Regions from separate parts of the Hordeum vulgare genome. Here all the other regions are linked to region 1. A link is a contact called in public Hi-C data. All regions are on one chromosome and are shown on one strand. Each heading gives the region's core, a stretch centred on a gene start, on an enhancer-like site or on the middle of the called end of the contact. The rest is flanking DNA. Distances are from core to core; before and after follow the strand shown.

Region 1 (3,030 bases), core at 242-2,741:
TCTTACTCCCATTATGGATAGTCTTATGGTGATCGTCCTATTTCTAATAAATATCATGACGTGTTAAGAGTCAATGCATAGCGAATGCACTTACCCTCCACCACAAACGTAAAAAAAAAACATAAAAGAAAAAATCATGCTCACAACTAGCATTTGCTCTTCGGTAAAAATAAATCAAATACTACCCAGATCAGTTCTATCCAAGCCCAGTGAACTAATAGACGGGTCAACGCTACAAGAAGGCTGTTGCAAGATATATATGAGAGATCCAGCATTAATCCAAAGTAGTAAGGGGGGCACAATTTCACGCATTACCGACACGTGAAAGCCCCCACGCAATTAAGCACCGCACCCCCGGAGCATATCGATCCTTATCCCCCACCACATGACAAAAAACCATATGCACTGCCTATGCCCCCAACACAAAAAAAGAAGAAAGCATAAAAGCCAAACGCAACTATACTAACAGTATACAAGCAGTGGTGAGGTATTATTGTTGCGGGGACTACGAGCAGTATATGACGGATGTGTGCGTCCTCCGACCACGAGATGCAAGAAAAGGTGCTACCCTTGTATGCAAGAAAATATTAATCAGAGAACAAGAATTGAGATGATGATGATAATAATAATAACACCAAGAAGAAGAAGAAACCGACATTCATCCATTCGTCGGTAGACATGTGCGCAAACACAGCAAACAATGGCTCCGGTAGAACGTTCGTTATCACCGTATCCGGACGAGACTGTAGAACGCCGACCCGGTCAGTCCCGGGGCATGAGGGGCACTGAACCCCCACACGCATCCAATCCGAAAGCGAGAGACGAGGAAGAAAAAATCCGTCCCGGAGAGAGAGAAGGGAGGAGAAGAAGAAGCCTGTCCCTCCGGGGAGACTCTCTGTCATGAGCTCCCCCATAAAAAAAGGGTGCAGTGCTCTACCTAGAGTGAGTGAGGGTTGGGGGCATGGGGGGAAAAAGAATCCCAAGCGCACGAGCTCACACAGCCTTTTCAGTCCAACAAACAAAATCAGATCCATCAATCTTCCTTCCCCTACAATATACTACTACTACTACAACCAACCTACATCCATATATCCATATGATGCATGTACTACTACAGTTAATCATATTTGCTTTCTATAATCGTACAGTATCAATATTTCTTTTGTGCGTGTGTGTGCTGCTCTTTTAGAAGCAGCCGTGTATTTTATGAAGTAGTAGTAATACACGAAGAAACAAAAGCGTGCCTCCTTTGACTCCTCCACTTGCCATGCATCCCCAATCTATCTATCTAGTCCCTGGTACTACCAGTAGTACCACCGCAATCTCCTAAGTGTCATTTTCTCAGACTTGGTGATGCCTGCCCCTCCCATCCTAATCCTAATTAAACAAACCAGATAATAACCTCACATTCTCTCTCTCTCTCTCTTGAGCTTCTCTCTCTACCTTTTTATACAAGCAAGAGCAATAAGGAAGGACAGCAGAAGAAACCAATTCATCCCTGGTGTCTCTCATGTTAGGAGGTTGAGAGAGAGAGAGAAAGTAGAGGAGAGCGAGAAGTAGAAGTAGTAACTCCAGTACCAGAGACAGATACAAAAGGGGACATCACACCACCCCCTCAGCCAAAGCGCAAGCATTCCCAACGCAGCAACACAACGCAAGGCCGTCCGGCCGGCCGGCCTCCCAAGAACTCCAAGAACCTTCCTTCGCCTCCGATCCTCATCCCCTTCCCGTCCCACCAATCCGACGACCTAGGCCTTTGTGCGCGCGCGCGTCCGATCGGGGCGCGCTGGTGGCGGGGAGATGGAGGCGGGCTCGGCTGCGTCGCCGGACCTCTCGCTGCACATCAGCCTGCCCAGCACCGGCCCGCCGACGGGCCCGGGGGGCGGCGTCGGCGGGCGCGGCCCGGCGGGGGGCGGAGGCGGGGATCCATGGAGGAGGCTCAACGGGTCCACGGCGTCCACGGAGCTGTCCTTGTCTCCGCCCGCCGACCTGGAGGGCGCGGCGCTGCCGTGGCGGCACAGGCCGTCGTCGTCCGCTGCGGTGCCCTCGGCCGCCACGACATCCGCCCAGGCCGCGCTGATGGCCATGCCGATGCTGCAGCCGCTGGACGCGGGTGTCGGCGGCGCGTCGGCGGCGCCGCCAATCCGGGGGATACCTATCTACAACGGTGGCGGGGGCTTCCCGTTCCTGCCGCCGGCGCCCGGGGGAGGAGAAGGACACCATCACCCGAAGGTCGGGTTCTACAGCTACCACCATCCGGCGACGTGGCCCTCCTCCCTGGGATCGACGTCGCCGTCATCCCTCGGGCCGGGGCCGGCGCCACCCGCGAATTCCTTCGACCCAACGGCGGCCTTCCTGTCCTCCGCCGCGCACCATCGGATGCTGTCGGCGTCCGGAAGGCTAAACGGCATGCTCTCGGACACCCTCCGCAGCTACGGCGCCCCAGGCGGCGGCGTCGGCATGGGTCTGGGCGGACACCATCATCATCTCCACGGCGCGCAGCCCTTCGGGCTGGGGTCCCGGTTCATGCCCAAGCTCCCCGCCAAGCGCAGCATGCGCGCGCCCCGCATGCGCTGGACCAGCACCCTCCACGCCCGCTTCGTCCACGCCGTCGAGCTCCTCGGCGGCCACGAGAGTACGTGCCTTGCCACTAGCACCAAACCAACCTTTCTCTCCGACGCCGACGACGTACCACGTCGCGACATGCTTTACTGATGAAAATCTAACCTCTGGCGCACGCGCAGGGGCGACGCCCAAGTCAGTCCTAGAGCTCATGGACGTGAAGGATCTGACGCTAGCGCATGTCAAGAGCCATCTCCAGGTACTCGTCTCCTACAAACAGCTCCAAACCCGATCCTTCCTATCCCTCCCTCCCTCCCTCCCGCGCTCTCGCGTCCTCTTGCTGCTCGTCCCGTTCTTGTTTGGGTCAGACAGGAAAGCCAATGCAGTAACTCCTGAGTTAGTGAAGAAACTGCCATTCTTGGAGGTAGAGAGAGAGAGAGTGAGGCCAGTGTTTGGGGATGTGTGTGC
Region 2 (3,030 bases), core at 362-2,861, 490 kb before region 1:
GCCCATAATAACTTCTGTTTATTCTGTAAAAATGATCAAAATAGGAGTGTGCTCCCCATGTTTAGGGCAAATCCTATTTAACGGGCGCCTGCAGAGCAACCCCTCAATGAGCGATCTGGGCTGGCCCATATAACTTCTGTTTATTCTGTAAAAATGATCAAAATAGGAGTGTGCTCCCCATGTTTAGGGCAAATCCTATTTATCGGGCGCCTGCAGAGCAACCCCTCAATGAGCGATCTGGGCTGGCCCATATAACTTCTGTTTATTCTGTAAAAATGATCAAAATAGGAGTGTGCTCCCCATGTTTAGGGAAAATCCTATTTGGCGCTTATGCGCCCGTTAACAAACGGGCGCCTGCAGAGCAACCCCTCAATGAGCGATCTGGGCCGGCCCATATAACTTCTGTTTATTCTGTAAAAATGATCAAAATAGGAGTGTGCTGTAGGAGTCGATCTCGTGATCGGTTGTTACATCTACGACGACCGTAACCACTACGACATCGACCAATTAGTTATTCCTAATTTATTTTCTCTTATTTGTTCTCTCATGTGGCGTGAGTCCTTCCAAGCCATTTTTTTCTTTGTTCGTGGTCATTTCAGGATGGATCATTTCTTTTTCTTTCTTTTGTTCTTTTTTCTGTTTTCTTTCTCATTCGATGATTTTGTTTTAAATTCATGAAATTTTTTCTTCAAAATTGATGATTTTTCCCAAATTTGTTGTACGTCTTTTCAAATTCAATGTTTTTTTTTAAATTTGATGAACTATTTTCAAATTGGATGAATTTCTTTCTAAAATCAATTATTATTTTTCAATTTCGTTGAATAGTTTTTAGGTTAGATGAACTTTTTTCGAATTTGGTGAACTTTTTTTTCAAATTTGATGAACTACTGGCACATTCGACGATTTTTTTTAAAAAACGATGAACTTTTTTCTAATTTGATGAACTTTTTTATCATTTGGTCAACATTTTTCAAATTCACTGACCTTTTTTTCAAGTTCAATGTTTTTTTTCAAATTTGATTTTTTTTTTCAAATTGGATGAACTATTTTCTAATTCGATGATTTTTTAAATGATCAACTTTTTTCTAATTTGATGATCGTTTTTTATAATTTGATGAACTTTAAAAAAAATCAGTGAACTGTTTTTCAAAATTTGTGAACTTTTTGCAAATTCAATGGTTTTTTTTGCGAAAAATGATGAACTTTTATCAAATTCGAGGAACATTTTTTAAAAATAGGTATTTTTTTCCAAATTTATGAACTTTTTTCAAATTTGATGAACTTTTTCGAAAAATATTGAATTTTTATAAATTGGAATGATTTCTTAAAATTGGTTAATGTTTTTAAAATTCGATTAACTTAGAAAAGTTATTAACATTTTTGAAATTTTATGAACGTTTTTTTAGAATCAGTGAACTTTTTTGAATTTGATTGACTTTAGAGAAAAATATGATCGTTTTTAAAATGCATGAACTTTTTAAAATATCAATTTTTATTTTATTTTCTTCTTTATCATTAAAGTTAAAGTTTATTGGGCCGCCCCAGTATGGGGCGCTGCAGGTGCCAGGAGCGGGAATGGGCGCCTGCAGTACGGACCACCCCATGTTTAGGTACCGCTTGTAGGGAGCTCGATCACACCAACAGGAGCTCCCGTCATGGGCCGGTCCACATCATTGTGTGCACCGTGGTTTTCTGCCCGTCCAACATTTGGTTTGGTTATATGTTTTTGTTTTTATTGCTGGTATTTGCTAGCTTCTATAGCATTCATGACATTTTATAAATAATATTCATACTTCAAAAAATATTTGTACCACTCCAAAGAAAATACACGCTTAAAAACTATTCATAACATTTTTTAAAATGTTTGTGCCATTCAGACAAATGTTCATGATGTTTAAAAAAGTATTTATCATCTGTTTCAAAATGTGCATGGTATGTATATAATTCTTTTTTCGTTTACTTAAATATGTTAAACATATTTTTGGAAATATTCACTATACATTATAGAAATATGTACCATATATTATAAAAATGTTGGACCTGTATTGAAAATATATTCAACTTGCGTTTTAAATTGTTCACCATGTATTTAAATAATGCTGAACATGCATTTAAAAAAATGTTCAAGTGTATTTAAGAAATATTCAACGTGTATGTAAAAAATATTTAACATGTACTTACAACAGGTTTGACGTCTATTTATAAAAATGTTATGCATATTTGCAAATACAAATATGTAATAAATAGAAATAATATATAGAACAGTAAAAAGAGAAAAAACATAAGAAAAAAACCCCGTAAAAACTTGAAACAAAACAGAAAACAGATTAATAAAACATAGAAAAGGAGAAAAGGAAGCATATGACGAAATCTTCTGAGAATAACAAGGAATGGATTGCCCACAGACCATCTTGCAGTACGCTAGATATAGCAAAAATATTAGGCCAGATATAGACCCCTAAAAGAAATATAAGTTGATTCTAGAAAAACATTATGTCCTGTTTGGAATGGGTGTAAGTTTTTACACCCGTATTAATTTTACACTTATGACTTACCGACCACGTCTTGTTTTCTATGTAGAATAAAAACAACGAAAGAAGGTATGTATCCTAAACCGGCCACAAACGAGCTTAAACGCTGATCCAAACGCGACCTTAGGCGGGACAAAAGCTTTTGTGTCCGCTAAAGGCTATCTTGTCCACGACCTCTTGCATGGACGCAGCTTGAGTGACTTGATGAAGCTGAGTCTCACCGTAACTTAACCTTCTGTTTTAGCCACTCATTAATGATCCGACGTATCAGATTGACCCAGATTTCAAATGATTTTTTATAAGAGCTCAGAAAAATGATTTTTTTTCCAATAAATTATAAATGTTGCGTTTTGTATTTATCAAAAATTCAATCCATTTGGATGTATCGTTTTTGAATAAAGATTATTTATTCATTTGAACTCAAAAGGATATTAAGTCACAAACCATACATCCAAATGGCTAGAAACTTTCTCAGAATACAAATCGAAACATTTATGAT
Region 3 (3,030 bases), core at 268-2,767, 470 kb before region 1:
TCTCAAAATGGGCAAGTTAATCGGCCTGACGAGTTAACGCGGCGAATTGGTACTATTCGATTCAGTCATCCTACGAGTAGCGATTAACTGGACCGTTAACTGATTAATCGGATGAATTCTTGAACAATGGTATGATCCAAACAACGATGCCTCATATAGGTAGGATTCAAATCATTAGGTAAATTGTTTAGCATAAACAAGACATGCAAATCATCAAGATTTAAAATAAATAACCCATTCACAACGGGTGCATAATTAAGCATGGTACATGGCGTTCTTAGATATAGAACAACCATTGTCCTAATCAAGGAATTTATAACAATCTCTCAATAAACATGAATGAGATGTAATGTTTTGACTTAAACTAGGAGCACAATAATAGTTATGTAATTATGTTGAGATTAAAACACATAACCTTCTAGGTCTGCGAGGGTCGCTTGATGTGCATACATGACAGTTTTATAATTTTTTTGTTTTGATTTACATGTATCCGTATTCCTGTACTACTTGACAATTTTGATCCATACATGTATACTGGCAGACAAGGAAATAAATTCTTGTAAAATGTTGAGATCCTTTAGTAGGGTTTAAGTGGAGTTTAGAAGTAGATTATTACTGCGGGAAGTTATAAATATGCATTGTAGGGTAGTAGCTAGTAGAGTAGTGGCGTGAGTAATTCACCAATGAGTTCGCTAGGGTCAGATATGGATGTGACATACATCTAGGGCTCCTTTGGTTTGCAAGATTAGAGAACAACATATACCATTTCTCGAGTATGTTGGAGTTAACAAGTACTTTCATAGAGTAAATAAATCTCTCGAACCAATTTTCATTGATTGCAACCCTTCATATAGAACAACCAACACTGTAACAATTGTAGGGATACAAACAAACAAGAATGATTTGGAACTTCTTTTGGATCAAAGAGGCCCTTATTTCAGAAACCATGTGTGAGTTTGTTTAAATTGAGCAAGGACCCGATATGCCCTAGAATCATGCAAATCATACTCAATAATTTTCTTATTTCATAATAAAAGCCACATTCATTGTTACTGAATAAAATTTTCTTTCCCACAAAGAAGAATAAAATTTCCATTTCGTTCATTTGTTTACCACTTGTACCACTATATGGGCCAGAACCTGCAAATCTCGGGCTGGTTATGACCAAAGCGGGCAAGCAACACAACCATGCGGCCCATTCCGCCAGCAGGGGTTTCATGGACATCGGACTGACCACGGGGCCCACATATGGCATCCGTCCTTTCTAAAAGACCAACGAGGACGGTGCGTGTGATAAAAAATAAAGACGAGGGCGACTAGAGAGAGAAAGCCACAGCCGAGAGAGAAAGAAAAAAAAACAAGTGGTCATACTGCATGCACCCCATCATAAGGCCATCATGACTTCTTTTGTGTCAGCGTCAAAACAAAAGAGAAAAAGAGGAGAGAGAGAGAGAGAGAGAGAGACGTTGGGGTCGGTGGTAGCTAGGCTAGCTGCGCTGTGCTGTGGCAGCAGCAGGGAAAGGGCGGGGGGCAGGTCGCCCGAGCTCAATCATAAAGCAATGGATTACAAAATCATGACCACCTCTCTCTCCTCCCGACGCTCTGTATTTATATCAGGGATGTTGCTCTTTTACTCCCTGCTGCCTCAAGTCAGTCGGTCACTGCGCTCCTCTCTCTCTCTCTACACAATGTTTCTGTCCGCTCCATCAATCTCCTCCCTCTCTCTCTTGGCTGCCTCTCGCAATCTCTCTGACAAAGAGAAGTCATAGTCGAGGAAAGCAGTAGAATACTCTGTGTGGGTGACTGACAGCAACTTCAATGCCCTCTTTCTGTGTCATTCCTCCTCTCTCTCTCTCCAACTCCGTGGCTTCCTTCAGGCCTGAGCCTTTGCTGGCCGTCGCCCCACCTTGGGCAACGTGTTTTTACTGTGTATGCCGGTGTAAAAAGCCATTTTCCTTGACCACCGCCCCAACCCTAGCTAGACGATGCCGTTCTCCGTTTAGTTAATTCGTCATTAGAGCGTGTAGTAGGTTGTAGATTTTGTGTTGGTCTTTTCTGTTGACTTTTTCTCCGTGTTATCAAATCGATGGGACGAATCTTTTGTTCTTTACGAAAAGGGCAAAGGTGTCTATCGTCGTTTGGGGAATAATTAAACGAGTTAGCTTTGGTCTCACTTTATGTCAAGTTTTGACACACTGCCGTATCGTATCAATAATGCCGGTGATCTGCTGCTGCCGCTTGTGCTGCATGCACGCCATGAGAAAGGCCAAAGTGCAATACTACTACATGCATGTGGCACAAAGTGTGCAAGCTTAGCTCTAGCTACACCTACGTACAGGCTCTGCTATTGCTATTGCTAATAGCTATAGCTAGCTGGCTTAGCTTCGATGACTCGGGTCTTCAGATAGGTTGGAAAGCCCGGTCGTGTGCTGTGTCACGTGGCGCCTTCGAATTGGCCGGCCAAGGGGTTAAGTGTGTAGGAATGGGAACGGGAATGGGAATGAGACGATGATATTCTTTGCTTGTTGGCTTCCTCCTACCCGGCCTAGGAACGCCATCAGAAAGAGAAAAAAAAAGGCTATGGAGGAGCTGAAAAGACTAGTGGCGTCATGGTGGAGTTAAATTCCTCCAACCTCCCCATCCATTCTTGCTTCTCCTTTACTGGCAAACATACATACATATGTCCATCGTCCCTGCATCTTCATGCCTCACTGATCTGTAAACAGGGGGCTGGCCCCCAGGGCACAGTACATGCATGTGTACGTGTGTGTGCTTGCTTGATCCTTTGTGCATGCATGCATGTCTTCCTTCGGCGCCCATGATGCCATTAATTATCGAGAGCACTATTGCAGCGGTGAATGGTCGATGCTGATCCGGTCTCGCATGACATGCAATGCTGCGACGGGACGTGCATGCGGCTGGATCTACTCTAATCTCTTTTGTCTGTGAATACCTGTCACTTCTGGGTTTTGACTAGTACTCGCACCGATTTTCCTACCCTGCGTATAAAATTTGTGTGGCGTCAAATTT

Evidence for each region. A called contact is a pair of places that touch in the nucleus more often than the background predicts.
Region 2: a contact with region 1 is called in a Hi-C map of seedling, with 3 times the contacts expected there. The contact joins the enhancer-like site here to the promoter of LOC123398196 in region 1. A contact is called at or near these places in 1 of 6 Hi-C or Micro-C datasets (seedling) and 1 of 1 datasets of contacts at active chromatin or transcription factors (embryo).
Region 3: a contact with region 1 is called in a Hi-C map of leaf, with 7 times the contacts expected there. The contact joins the enhancer-like site here to the promoter of LOC123398196 in region 1. A contact is called at or near these places in 1 of 6 Hi-C or Micro-C datasets (leaf) and 1 of 1 datasets of contacts at active chromatin or transcription factors (embryo).

Annotation. Positions count from the first base shown.
Region 1 is chr5H:421,593,522-421,596,551 of MorexV3_pseudomolecules_assembly, forward strand. It overlaps LOC123398196 (probable transcription factor RL9), which reads left to right and starts at 1,492. Exons shown (of 6, transcript XM_045092696.1): 1 at 1,492-2,635; 2 at 2,745-2,821. The coding sequence starts at 1,801.
Region 2 is chr5H:421,101,245-421,104,274 of MorexV3_pseudomolecules_assembly, forward strand. No RefSeq gene overlaps it. Among protein-coding and RNA genes, the nearest start is that of LOC123395936, 17 kb to the left of the region's middle. Within about 2 kb of position 1,612, at least 3 of the 3 cell types and tissues checked have open chromatin away from gene starts, as enhancers often do. A contact at or near this core is called in seedling, where this site is marked.
Region 3 is chr5H:421,123,279-421,126,308 of MorexV3_pseudomolecules_assembly, forward strand. No RefSeq gene overlaps it. Among protein-coding and RNA genes, the nearest start is that of LOC123396812, 13 kb to the right of the region's middle. Within about 2 kb of position 1,518, at least 3 of the 3 cell types and tissues checked have open chromatin away from gene starts, as enhancers often do. A contact at or near this core is called in leaf, where this site is marked.